Regions from separate parts of the Mus musculus genome. Here regions 2 and 3 are each linked to region 1. A link is a contact called in public promoter capture Hi-C data. All regions are on one chromosome and are shown on one strand. Each heading gives the region's core, a stretch centred on a gene start, on an enhancer-like site or on the middle of the called end of the contact. The rest is flanking DNA. Distances are from core to core; before and after follow the strand shown.

What was found. Promoter capture Hi-C pulls out the DNA fragments that hold promoters and counts their contacts.
Region 2: a promoter capture Hi-C map of erythroid cells shows a contact between it and region 1, with 16 times the contacts expected there. The contact joins the promoter of Idh3a here to the promoter of Scaper in region 1. A contact is called at or near these places in 1 of 39 promoter capture datasets (erythroid cells) and 1 of 484 Hi-C or Micro-C datasets (CD4 T cells).
Region 3: a contact with region 1 is called in a promoter capture Hi-C map of erythroid cells, with 20 times the contacts expected there. The contact joins the promoter of Ireb2 here to the promoter of Scaper in region 1. A contact is called at or near these places in 2 of 39 promoter capture datasets (erythroid cells and pre-B cells) and 1 of 9 other capture datasets (adipose tissue).

The regions. Positions count from the first base shown.
Region 1 is chr9:55,935,199-55,939,960 of GRCm38.p6, reverse strand. It overlaps Scaper (S phase cyclin A-associated protein in the ER), which reads left to right and starts at 1,842. Exons shown (of 33, transcript NM_001357652.1): 1 at 1,842-1,891.
Region 2 is chr9:54,583,930-54,588,691 of GRCm38.p6, reverse strand. Idh3a (isocitrate dehydrogenase 3 (NAD+) alpha) reads right to left here and starts at 2,181. Exons shown (of 11, transcript NM_029573.2): 1 at 2,149-2,181. The coding sequence starts at 2,175.
Region 3 is chr9:54,861,315-54,866,076 of GRCm38.p6, reverse strand. Ireb2 (iron responsive element binding protein 2) reads right to left here and starts at 2,322. Exons shown (of 22, transcript NM_022655.3): 1 at 2,181-2,322; 2 at 681-770. The coding sequence starts at 2,199.

The DNA.
Region 1 (4,762 bases), core at 593-3,092:
ACACTGTGAACCCCAAGATTGTACTGGAGGAAAGCTGTTTCTAGGTGTGGTGTGGCTCAGTCCTAACCCACACCTTTAACCCAAGAGCTTTCTGTTTGTTGTAAACAGGATTAAATGAAGTCAACCATAGGTCAGGAGGTGGAGCAAGTAACCAGCTGACAGGGAGTGAACACAGGACAAAACTATAGAGAGCAAGAAGTCAGGAGGACTGATAGATGCACAGGAAGTAGAAGGGAGGGACATCAAGTTGAGGGGCATATTGGACAGCATGGAGAAGAATTGCCTTTTGGGATGTCAGCCTTAGAGCATTTAGCTGGGTGCTTTCTCTGCCTCTCTTAGCTAGCAAGCTTTCACCCCAGAATCCGGCTCATGAGTCTTTATTGGTAAAATCTAATGTTTGAGATTTTGTTAAAAGCAACAAATCACTATCTTTTCTATTTGGTTTTGGGGAGAGTTGTTGACTGGTTTGTTGGGATTGTCACACTGTATTCCATGGCCTTGGTTTCTGGTAATACTGCCACAGAGACAAAGCCTTCAATATTTGGGCCTTTGGGGAACATTAAAAATTCAAACTACTGCAGGTGGGGATTTGCAGTAAAGAAATCACTAGTGACTTTAGAAAAGAATCGGAAGAAACCAAACTGCAGTAAGTCCAGACCTGAAGAGGAACTGAAGTAGTGGAGATATCTTGCAAATTGCAAAGTACAAAGGGCAGGCTATGAGGGGGAATGAAAACATGTTGAAGTGAGGGCTGGTGGTTGGGAGATTTGAAGTGGAAAGAGATTGAAGTTGTTTAAATGCTCATGAGAATAAGAGAAGATAGTAAACCAGAGAAACAAGACCCTGACCGCCATTTATATTGCACTAATTCTTCCTATCTCCACTTACTTTATTACCAATAGTGCTTATCATATAACTTACAATTTTTATTATTTGTGTTTCCTCCGAGCTCAAGAACAAACATTTCCTCCCTCCAGGATTTCTTTTGGGGGAGGACCTATTTTGTTCATTTATGACTCTAAGCAAGCTAGTAGAGCTAATGTGGCAGGTCCTTCATAACTGTTTGTCAAACAACTGAACGAATGGGTTTTCTAAGAAACCAAGAGGCGGAAGGACCTAGAAGGAGCCTCTAATACAGCGTGCACCTGCTTCCATAACTCTTACCCTCTTAAGGGTGAGGCAGATGTCAGTGACCCGTTAGCTTCCCACCTGTTGTAAGAAGTGTGAGCCAAGTTAGAATCTCAGAGTCATCTGGACGAAAAGCTGCAGAAAATACTCCTTGATATTGTACTGTGACGGGCATAGATTGTTTTCCATTTAGTTCACAACTGTGGTTTAAATACCTACACATAATCATCTTGCACTTATTGTTGTCTTTGAAATAGCTTAAGCCTACCTTTTAGGTTTTTGTAGTTGGATCCTTCCAAGCCTGGCACCGACATTTGAAACAAGCCTTTAAGTGGAGACTAAGCTCCGCTTGGCTAAGTCCCAGGTGCTTTAGTGAAAGATTGTCACACACATTTCTTGAGGTCTTTAATCGGTGGGCTGTGGTGGTAAGACACGCCGGAAGAAAGCTGAATCCGAGAAAGGGGCCAGTGTGGACAAAGCTGAGGTAGACCGTCAGTCCAAGAAAGAGAACAGCACTGAAGAAAAAGACGTTCGTCGGTACAGAGGAAACTCTTACCTTTCTACTTGAGCGCGCAAGAAGTGAGCCTAGCTGCGCCTGCGCGAATGGCCCAGGACGGCCTAGGGGGAGTGGCTGGGCTTCGGCTGGCGTCACGTGGTGCGCCGTCCATCCGCCCCGCCCGGTCCTCCGCGGCCGCCCCGCCCCACCCCGCCCCTTTCCCGCCGGGACGCTGGGAGCCGCCCCAAAGTAAGCTAAGCCTCCCGGGTAAGTGTCCGCGAGGGGCGCGCGTCGCCTCGACCCGGACGGGCCCAGGAGGGGCGCGGGCAACCTGTGTTGTGGGGCTGAGGGGACAAGATGGCGGCGGAAACCCTTCCACCTCCTCCCTCACCTGGGCGTGTGACCGGGGGAGGGGAGCCGCGAGGTGGACTGAGGAGGCCGGGCCAGGGTGGGGAGGGTCGAGCTGGCCCCGGGGCAGTGAGGGTCGTGGGACTGGGACAGACCTCAGGCCGGGCCGGGGTTAGGGTCGGGGCAGAAGACTGTCTCTAGGGGGTAGCCGAGCCTACTGGAATGTCCCTACTGCACGAGTGAGGGGTCCTCAGAAGCTGCTGCTTGCCTGCATTTGGCAGTTAATCACTTTCAGCATCTTTCCCTCCAGGGCTTTACCACACTTTCCATGAACCTAGATTCAGGCATTAGCTATCTCAGGGAAGCATGGAGGTAAAAAAAAAAAAAAAAAAAAAAAAAATTTTTTTTCTTCCCATTTTACAAATGTTTACTTGAGGCCTCAGGTGCAAACCGAAGGCCTCTCTCACCTGAGAGCCTCCTACCTCAGCGTCCTTGCCTCTGTACTTTATTAGCACTCCCCTCTGCTCAGATTTGCAGTCCTGCACACAGAAGCAGGTTAGAGTCAGTAACTGACTCCAGAGAGTTTGGGGCTTGTTAGAAAGCAGCCAGAAAATTGCTCCCCAAGCAGCACCTGCTGCTGTCCCAAAGGCTCCCTCTAAGGAGGTCTCACTACCCCATGGGCTGCCTCCTGCTGCTGGTGGACTGTATTTCTCACGTGTGTCGCGTTATTGTCTGTGGAATAGCAATTTGCTACAATCATCTTCCTGAACAGAAAATAATTCCCGGCTGCAATTTACAGATTTATTTCATCCACATCACATGGGAGAAGAGTGAGATAGATGCTGTGGACGTTTATAAATGGGAAACTTGAGGCTCAAAGAGATGATTGCTTAGCCTGATCACTTGCTGGTAATGTGGCAGATTTCTGATTTAAGATAGAAAAATAAGCACAGCACTAACCCACCCTGTCCTATGTAGGTGCTTTGAATTGGTAAATTTTTTTTCCTGTTAAGCATGACTTTCTGCAAGATGCTTGCAGATTGATTTACAACAAATACACCAAAATGACTTGAGAATGTCCATTGACATCCAAATATCTTTAGTACAAGAGCCATTTTAAAATGTCATGTGGGAAATTATGTTGGTGGGAAAAAGTGTGATGTGGCTTTTTTCCTTTGGTTTCCATCATTTGGATACGATCCATGTCATAAAACTAGCAGAAATAATGTTTCTACAAGGAACTGCTTCTCGTTCGTCATAACCCTTAAGCAAATGCCCCATCCTTCCTCTTTCTTCATTCCCTTGAGCTGCATTTGTAAAATTCTCTCCTGTTAGTCTGTTTAGGCTGCTATAACAAAATTATCTTAAACTAGAAAATGTATAAAAATAGTGATTGGTTTCTCACAGTTCTGCTGGGGAAGTCTAAGATGAAGGTGGTAGCTGATTCTGTGTTTGGTGATAGATAACCTGCTTCCTGATTATAGATGATACCTTCTTTACCCTTACATGAGGAAGAATGGGGGTTTTCCTTTAACCTCTTTTAAAAGGGCATCGTCCCATTTATGAAGACCCTCACTCTTAATTACCTCCCAAAGTATTCACCTAACACTATCAATACTATACTTTGGAAAGCTAGGGTTTCAACATGAATTTTGAGGGGACATAAACATTGAGCACATAGCACTGTGATTAAATTCCTGATGTGTTATGTCAAAACCAGGGTTGCTATATAAATGTTTTATAAATAACTTCGGTGGCTAGGTTCCCAAGGTGTTACTGTTTTACACACATTCCCCCCTTTCCATTGTGCTCCATAGATCTTAAGAATCAATGAGGATTGACTTGATAGTGAACCTTCATGAGTGCTATGTAGGAATGATTTAAAGATAAGGGGATGGAGTTCTGATGCTTTCTTTTCATCTTCATGCACCCCCTCTCCCCCAACCCAAAGCACTTTAAAAAGAAAAGCAGAAATCATTTGTGGATTACCTGTAAATATTCTTGAATCACTAGAAATGGATGATGTCGGGGTTAGGGGAATTTCTCAGTAGGTAGAGTGCGGTGTAAGCATTTAAGTTCCTGAGTTCAGCTCCTCAGCACTCATGTCAAAGTCAGGCACATGGGAGCACATCTGTAATCGCAGTGCTGGGAACGCAGATGTAGAAGGATCTCTGGGAGCTCCCTGGTCAGCAAGGCTAGCTTAACTCACTGAGAGACCTGTACCCACATTTCCCTACTAAAAGGTAGAGGGACTGGAGAGATAGCTCAGTGGGTAAAGGGCTTGACTGGGGTTTGAGTCCCACAAGTCACTTAAGAGCCCGATGTAGCAGTATACATCTGTAGCCCCAGTACTGGAGTGATGGTGGTTGTGGCAGAGACAGGTAGATCCCAGAGGGCTTGGTGGATAGCCAGTTGAGGTGAAACAGGGAGCTTCAGGTTCAGTGAGAGACCTTGTCTTAAAAAACCAAACCAAACCAAACCAAACAAGATTGAGGAAGATACCAAATGTAGACCTCTGGCCTTCACATTTGCACATGCATGCATACACATGTTATCCCTTCCTTTCAACACATGCAAACAATAAGTGATTGAAAATAAAAAGGAAATGAGTGAGTGAATAAACATCTCACATTAACTGTTGCCATCCACGCATATGCATACCCGCACACATATACATACTCCTACACACTGCTGTTATATGCTAGGTAATGTAACAGACTTCTCTAATGGTACAATATACGTATTGTGGAATTATCATTTCTGAAACTGTAGACATAAAAATTACAAGTG
Region 2 (4,762 bases), core at 932-3,431, 1.4 Mb after region 1:
GTCCATCCAGAGAGAAGTTCACATGACACACTGTCTTTCACCTTATACTATACTTGTGAATCATTTTACTCCTGTAATTCCCAAGGAGACGCGTTTTCAGGCAAGAGGACCTAGCCTTACCTTCCCGACCTTGATTTCAGGCCCTGGATCACCTTAACCCTGTGGCTCCTCGCTTCCTTTTTACCTTCATATTCCAACCCAAACCAAGAGATACTGTGTAGGAAGTAAGCCAGGCTCATCATTGTCTTTGGAGCCTTGAAAACCTCTAAAACCTTCACTTTCTCACTGGGAAAGCACCTATGATCTGCAAATGACCCTTTTTAAAAAAAAAAAGAAAAAGAAACAAATAAAACTTTAACGGACACTGGGTGTGGTGGCTCATAACTCTAATTCCAGAACTTGGAAGGTGGTGGAAGTAGGAAGATCAGGTCAGCCTTACCTATAGCGTCAGCTAGACTAGTGGAGACACTGTCTTCAAACAAAACAAAGCCCTGCCTGAAAGGAAGCCCAGTACTATAAAAATCCAAATACCATTTGGTACTTCAGCACGAGTTAACCTCGGGAGCCCCTTCTTAAGCCCTAATCCCTTGAGAGAGACTGAACCAAAGCCTGGGCCACTCTGCCAAAGGTCACACAGGCAATCAAGTCCCAGGGGAGCATCTTCTGACCCTATGGCCAATAAGTTCTGAACTCTTGTGGATTTCTTACAGGGCTAAAGGAAAAAGCAATTTTCCAGGACGCTCTTTACTACTTAGCCTTATTTAGTCCCCCAAGGCTGACTACACCTAGCAACATGAATCAGGTAGAGTGTGTAAGCCCAGACATTAAAGGACTGACTTGTTGCTACACCTTTAAAACCAAATGTGACCTAACAGCATCTCAAGCAAAAGTGGGTCTGAACATAGTGACAACGTAGATTCTAGTCACCAAACAAAAAAGCCTAGTTACTGATGTCCCAGAATCACTGTCTGCTTGATCACTGCCAAGACAGATACATCGATAGCTAGGAAAGCTTCAGGCTTTCATGTCCTTCTACATGGAATAGGTGCTTTCATGCAGAAATACCTGTGACACAAGCACATGTATCTTACAGGTGGGTTCGCAGATGTTAAATAGTTTGCAGAGGATACACAATTGGCCAATGGCTTTGTCAGGATTTAAAATTAAGAACCCCTAAATTGAATTATTAATAAACAATAGTGCATCTCCAAACCTCTCTTTAAAGGAGAAGGGCAATACAAATTTCATTTAAAAATCTGCATTGCTTATAGCAGACTTCTAGAGAGCCACCCACGACGGCATCAGATGACCTACGGCCTGGTCAGTACTATATCCATAATTAGCTAAGTGACCTTGGCCACCGGAGAGACAGAAAATCAAAATACCTCGGGTTTCTCTCAAAGATGACAATGACCTCCTGTATGACCTTGAGCAAATTTGTCTTCGAGGGCAGGTCAGCTCCACCAGGAAACGAAAAGACTGCATATGTAACCTGAAGCGCCTTCCAGCTCTAGTACCTGAACTATCAGGGAGAACTAGAGAGTCCCAGATCGCTGGGTCCCAACAACTGAAGGTGAAAGGACGATGATGCGATCTCCCTGAACGTTCAGAGTATAACTCCAAGGAGCACGATGCCCTGCGTCCTCTGAAGGAGGAATACCTACCAGGGCACCAGGCATCAGACTAGGAAGAGTTCCAAGAGAGAGAAAAATCTGGCTGGCCTAACGGCCCGGGATTCCCTCACCTCGAAAACCCTCTTGCGCCCAGCGTTTACCCGGTCAAAGGCTGAGGGATCAGGGAGGGGCGACCTGGGCATGCTGCCCGGAGACCCGCAGGTGACAGGGCCGCGGGGCCTAGGTGGCCTGTCTGTGACCCTCAAGGGCTCCGGGGGAGGCCTGTGCACCTATCCTGGAGGACACTGGTGGGGACACCCGGAGCAGTACTGGCCGCCTTGACCTTGACGCCGTCCCCGCCCGGCGCGGCTGTCCCGGCTCAGGGCTAGCCACGCACGGCGTGCCGGCCACATTCCCCGAAACACTGCCCGCGGGCCATGAGCCGCCTCCGCGCGCTCGCCTCCGCCATCCATCAGGCGGGATCACAGCCTACTCTCCCTGCTCGCCCTCGAGCTTGCTGCCCTGTAGCGCTCACCTTGGACACCCACGCGGACCCGGCCATCGCGTCCACTTCCCTCACCGCGGCGACAGCGGCAACACCAGGGCGCATGCGCATAGCCCTCTTCCCAAGCCCGCCCCTCACGGCCCCGCCCCGAGGCTCCGTGTGGCCCCGCCCCTAGCTCGGGTCTCTCGATCGCTCACCGCCCCGCTCCGGACCCCGCTGCACAGCTGCCGCTAGCTGACCAATCACCGCCTTCATCTTTTGATGACGCGCGGAGCGGGCCCAGCTGCGACCCGGAAGCCTCCTCCCCTTCCTCCCGCTTCATTCATTGAAAAGCTGTTTGGATGAGTTTTTTGTTTCCGACCTATTAGGGGACCAATCAGCCTTCTTTATTTGGGGGATTGTGCGCCCCTTAAAACTTTGCGGTCCCACTGGGACAAATATCTTGCTTATTTTCAAACATTGTTTTGTTTTGTTTCATTTCTTAAGACAGTATCATGGAGCTTCAAACTGATTATGTAGCTGAGGCTGGGTTTGAACCCCGGACTGCCAGGGGTTCCTCTTTTCTTGCCTCTATCTCCCAGGTACAGGGACTGTAGGCATGCACCACCTCGCCTAACTTGATTCTTACATTTTTTTTTAAATTTTCATTTTTTTGTTTTGTTTTTTGAGACAGGGTTCTTCTGCATAGCCTCAGCTACCCTGAAACTCACTCGCTAGACCAGGCTGGCCTCAAACCTACAGAGATCTGGCCTCTGCCTCCCGAGTTCTGGGATTAAAGGCGTGTTCCACCATCATCTGGCTAATTTTTATTTTTTTTTAATAGCTTTACTGAATAAAAAGCATTTATTAGTCTGCAGAGGACCCGGATTCAGTTCCCAGCACCCTCATGATGGCTCACAAATGTCTGTAACTCCAGATGTAGAGGATCCAGTACCTTCTTCAGGCCTCACAGGGCACCAGATACCAATATGGCACAGGCACCTACATGCAGACAAAACACTCATATACATAAAATAGACAAATCTTTTAAAAAGTACTTGATGTAAATGTACAATCTGAAGTTTTTAGCAAATGTAAGTGTTTTCATAAAATAAATTCAGAAAACACAGCTCTTGGGCTGGGGAGATGGCCCAGTGGGTTAGGTGCTTGTTTCAAAAGCATGAGGACCTGAATTCAATACCCAGTACCCATGTAAAGAGTCAGGAAAGAGTGAGCATCTATAACCCCAGCAATGAAAATCCAGAGCTAGGTGAATCCTGCTGCCATTGCCAGACAGCCTAGCTGATATGATGAGCCCCAGGTTGTTTAGTGAGTGGGAGACCTGTCTCAAAAGCTAAGGTAAGGATACCTACCATGAAGCCATGAAGCACTCAAGCACTCAAGCGCTCTCTCTCTCTCTCCCTCCCTCTCTCTCTCTCTCTCTCTCTCTCTCTCTCTCTCTCTCTCTCTCTCTCCCCCCCACACACACACACCACACTCACATTCTCCATTTACACACTATAACTCTTACTTCAAAAAGAGTAAGAGGGGGTTTAGTCTGACCAAATATAAGTAACTAAGGCCAGGAAACACAGGTTTAGATTACCCCAGTTTCTATGTTTCAACGTGGTAAACAAAAACAAAAACCATGTTGAGGACAAATCAGAGTTTGCAGACTGGCAGTGATGGCCCATGCCTTTAATCCTATCTCTCAGGAGGCAGAGGCAGTTGGATCTGAGTTAGAGACCAACCTGGCCTACAAAGCTAGTTTCAGGACAGCCAGGGCTACACAAAGAAACTTTGTTGCAGGATATTTGATCACACTGTGAACTCTAAGACTGTGTTGTTTACTTGGAAAACCATTTTCTAGTTGTGGTGTGGCTCAGCCTTAGCACACACCATTAATCCCTCAAGCTGGAATACAGAAATGACTTATTACTTCCTTTAATTCCAAATAATGAATGAAGATGAAGTTAGTTTGCAGAAGGAAACACCCATGATTGAAAGTGATGTCTGGGGCTGGTGAGATGGCTCAGTGGGTAAGAGCACCCGACTGCTCTTCCGAAGGTCCAGAGTTCAAATCCCAGCAACCACATGGTGGCTCACAACCATCCCCAACAAGATCTGACTCCCTCTTCTGGTGTGTCTGAAGACAGCTTCAGTGTACTTACATATAATAATAAATAAATCTTTAAAAAAAAAAAAGAAAGTGATGTCTACTGAGTGGCAAAGTGCTGAGTCAGAGAAAGATTTGACAGAATAGGATCTCCCCAACTCTCACGAGAATACGAGAATAGAGAGGAAAGGGAAGCTATGGGGGTGCAGGGGACAGTGCAGAGGGAGAGAGGAGACAGTTTTACCCAGAAAGTTTTGTAGAGACAGGTTGAGAAGAGTAGAAGATAGACACAGGCAGAGATAGAACAAGCCAGAAAATGAGAAGGAGCCAGAAGATTAGAACAGATTGCTAGAGTTAGTTTGAAGTAAAGCAGAGCAATTCAGGAGAATCAGAGAGAAGCCATACTGAGTCAGTTAGCATGGAGAGTTTTGAGCTAGAACAGCTGAGTTGAATCAGCCAGCCAGAGATCAGAAAAAAACTAGAAAGAGTGATCTTATTCAGCAGTAAGTCTCAGAGGCTGAAAACATTCTAGGCCCAGATTAGATTGTA
Region 3 (4,762 bases), core at 1,073-3,572, 1.1 Mb after region 1:
TAGGAGACCATGTCTCAAAACAAAAGACAACTGAAAATCAAAGTTAAGACTCCATCCATCCAATGGCCAGGTTAAGCACGTTCATTTTTCTGAGAATGCGATGAAAGGTTTGACCCCGATGAGGAATGTGAAAACGTTTACCAAAGTGTCAGAGAATCAAGCCTAGCAGTGAAGAACAATTTGAACCAGTGGGCTCAGTTGATGATTCTATTTAAAGATGATAAATATTTTTAAAGAATAATCAGAGGCTCTAAGCAGTAGCGGTCCCTGCCTTTGATCTTAGCACTTGGAAGGCAATAACAGATAGATCTTTGAGTATGAGACCAGCCTGGTCTACAGAGTGGATGACAGGACAGTCACATTCTACAGAGAAACCCTGTCCTGAAAAAAACAAAAACAAAACAATAACCAGAGGCACTGACCATTGAAAAAGTTAACACACACATTCAGTCACTATAGATTATGATGTTCTCTTTTAAAAATAAGATTAGCTTCTGGGGGGAGGGGAGGAGAGGCAGCATCTAATTAACTAAAAGTTTAAAGAAGAAATCGAGGTATGGTTTCTATTGTTCTCAACCAAAAGTCCCAAAGGAAGTTTTATAAAATGTCTTCTGCTCACCTTGACCAATGCACTGTAACTACTAGAAACTAAGCCCACGAAAAACGTAAAGCAACATTACCATACTTGGTGCCGCCAAGTTTAGGTACATTGAAGAACTTCTTCTGTGAATTGCCATTTAATGTTTCAATAAGGTACTCAAAGGTGTATCCTGGAGAAGAAAAAGAACAAATGCCTTTCATTAAATACATTCCATCAAATACATTAAGTACATTAACTACAGTTACCAAGAACCTTATTCAAAGAGAAAACACCCAAACTTTTGCTCAGCAGAACTCTGTGTGTGATGGAAAGCTGATGGGAATATTGCACATTTGCATTACCCTGCGGGGCAGCTACGAGGGCCACCTTGAACCATGGAGGCAGTGATGGAGGTGCTGACTGTCCCATACCACAGACACAAGACTCGTCTCCACGGGACTGCAAGGGGACAATTCTAAACCTCGACTCTTGTCAAACAGAAACTAGTGAGACAGACAGCTTTCTACCTTGCCTGTTGACACAGGGTGTTGTCACTGTATCCCAGAGTGGACTTAACCTCACTGGGCAACCCAGGAGAGCCTGCAAGTAGAGGCAATAATCGCCCATTCTGTCTCCTGAATGCTGGGATTACAGCATTACCCACCCAATGGCTTTTCAATCTTAGAAATGTTAAATGTCTGCAAAGAGACCATAAGAATGGTTTAAATGATGTACAAGCATTCAGAAATCGTGCCCTGAACATGCTTAAGTACAGAGATAATGCTTTGACAAAACCATTGTTAGAGGTTCAAAAGGCAATTAAAAATCCAACAACAGAACACTAAAGATGATTTTTAAAGTGACCATCAAAATATCTAGGTAAACTGGCACATTAGATTCTACTAAGAGATATACCCTTAATGGTTATGCACTAATTGAATATGCCCCCACTCTCAGTGTTGTGAGAAAGGGTGAGGTAGATAAAAATTCATTATGCGGCCTCATTACTTGGATGGGTGAGACCCTTAAACATTGCTCTAAGATCTTCTTCCAAAACCAGAAAAGACAAGCACAGTCCATTCAGAAAGAACAGTGTTTTTCTTTTGTGGAGGGAGGTGGATGGGGGAGGAGACTGCAACAAATGATCTGGGAACCGGCTAACGTTCAGCCTCGACAGCCCCTCCACTTCCAGGAGCAAAGAAAGGGAGATCCCAGGATGCTGGGTAGAAGGATCAGCCAGCAGAGTGAAAGCCAAACAAGGGAGCCAGGTCTTCCGACACTCAATGCTCACAAAAGGGGGGCGGGCAGAGAAAGACGTGGGCTTGTCCCTGCCCCAGCAGTTCCTCCTGGGGGCCTGGAGGCTGCAGCCAACAAGCAGCGGGCCCCGGCCAGGGGCGGAATTAGCGCTCCGCTGAAGAGCGGGACGCGCGGGCGGGGACGCCCGGCCTTCGCGGCCTCCGCCCCGAGGGGAGAGAACGACCAAGCCCTGAGGGCCCGACCGCCCCCCCGGGTGACCGTAAGCAGAGCACAGCGAGGGCCACGGATGTACAGCAGCGCACGCCACCAGCCGCCAACGCTAAGGCGGCGGCCGGGAACTGACCTGCACTTGGGGAGTCCATCGCCGGAGACCATATTATCCCTGCGGGGAGGGGGCCAGCGGGGGAAGGAGGGGGAGGCCAGGCCGGGAAGAGAGGGAGGAAGACGGGCGGACGGGCAGGGGAAAGGAGGAAGGAAGCAGTCTCGCGCAGGCACCGCGAGAGCCGCAGAGCTGGCCCGGGGTCCGCGCTCGCGGGATTTGCCGGCTAACTCTCGCGAGATCCTCGGACCGGCGAAACAAAGAAAGAGCGGGGCGGAGCCAGCGGGTAGGCGGGTCTCTGCGCAGCCTCTGTTGTTCTCCAGAGCTGGAGGTGGGGGGGCGGAACCCTGGGAGGTTAGTAACTTTGACAACGGGACGCCATAGGTTCCGTTACTTTCTTGTGGGCCCAAAAGTATACCGTGAGGTTTTGAGGTCCCGCGATGTCTGCAGGACTGTCTTGTAGGAAAGAGCCAGGATTGGGACTCAAGTTCTCCCTGCATGGTAAAGCCTTGTGTTAAGCCGTGATGTAATGAGGCGCCCACTCGTGCATTCTCAAGAGAACAAGGCCGGGTTAATGGGACACATAGGCAATCGACTAATTGAATGAATTAAAATGTCCATACTTTCCTATAACTTCAACCTTTCTCTTCCCAGGAGCAGTTAAACGTGATGGTGTCCTAAGTTTCTCTCTGGCCCCGCCAGGGAGAGTCCTTATGTCTTCCCTGTCTTGTCTTTTGGTTAGCGGACTCTTTGGAGTTGTCTGGTTTGCCCTTTTCTTCCCCACTCCTATCCCTTCTCAGACTGGTTTCCACTTCCAAAAATGCCTGTGATAAAGGTAGGCATAACTATTTGCTAATACCCCAGCTCTTGCTTTAACTGTTTGTTTAGTATGTTTGCTAAGACAAACTGTATTAGCTTCCATAATTCCAAAACTATTCTGTACTTCCTGGCCTCCAAGCCTGCTTCATCCCAGTCTCCTCTACCAGGGCCTTTCTCTGCCCAGCTATTAAGTGTACTGTCATTAACTCTATCTCGTGACATGAGCTTTGCACCAGATTTCATTTCCTCTGGCTCATTCATCTGTCTATTGGCTCCAGCTATCCGTTCATAAGCTGATGCTCTCTAGCCTACCTACAACTCAAACCCATCTCCTAAGCTTAGAGGAATATATCCTAACGCTTGTTACCACAGGCATCTCCTATGCAAAACCACCACCACAACCACTGCCACCCAAGCCAGTGACTGAGTCCTTATGTGTCTGTCACCTACACCAGCGAATGCCACCGCCTAAGCACATACCAGCACGCTATCCTTGGCTCCTCTCTTCCATTACTGTTTAGAAGTCCACTTGATCCACTGGCTTCCTGACCTTAACAACTGTGACAGTCTTCTCAGAAAGTCTCAAGGGCATGACTATTCTCGAAATCATCTCCATGAAACTGAAACAAACTAGGAAGGACACAGTAACCAAACTCACATACCAAGAAACTGAGTCTGGATTTGCGATGCATTCAGATGGAAGCAAGAGCTCACGTATAACTTCATTGTTCACGAGGCTGAACTGAATAGTTCTGCTTCTCTTGAAACAACACTCCTGTACACCGTTGGCTAACCCTTACTCACTCTTTCAAGACTTGGGCTTTTCTTTTTATGTTTTAAAGATTTATTTATATGTGTATCTCAATGTTAGTGTATGTCATGTGTGTGCAGGTGCCCAAGGAGGCCAGAAGAGGGTGTTGAATCATCCTAATTACCAACCTATCTCTCAAATCTCATGGTTTTCACTAGTTTGAGCTTTTGAAAATTCGTTTGTTGTGGTTCTGGGGGTTGAACTGAAGTCTTCTACAAGAGCACAAATGGCCTTAATTGCTAAGCAATCTCTCCATCCCCCCAGGACAGTCTCTCATACAACCACACTACAACAGTTAAATTCAAGAAATTTAGCACTAGCTGGGCGTGGTGGTACATGCCTTTAATCCCAGCACTCAGGAGGCAGAGGCAGGTGGATTTCTGAGTTTGAGGACAGCCTGGTTTACAAAGTGAGTTCCAGGACAGCCAGGGCTATACAGAAAAACCCTGTCTCAAAAAAAAAAAAAAAAAAAAAAGAAGAAGAAAGAAAGAAAGAAAGAAAGAAAGAAAGAAAGAAGGAAATTTAGCACTGGTACAGTACCATTAATATTTACACTTTATGCATTTGAAGAATCAGCCCTATTAATATTCTATAATCAAACATTGACATCATTTACAACCAAATTTTAAAATGTTGCCAATTGTTTCAATTGTTTACCTTGTTTTATTTATTTGTTTTGAGATGGTCTTGCTGTGTAGCTCTGGCTGATTCCACATTCACCAGACAACCCCAAAGGGACACTAGGCTGCCCACGCGTGACAAACGTGGCTCTGGCAGGGCCTGCCCTTCTCCTTCATTCCCTCTGCCTTGTAAAACTGTTAGATTACACTCCTAAAGCTGGCAATCAAGGTCTGTTCCCTTATTTAGCTACTTCTTCCTCCTGAGGCTGACAACAAAGGTCCAGCTATTAAAAGATTGAAGTCCAGCAATCAACAGCCCCCTTTGGCCCACCTAATTAACACGCACAATTAAATTT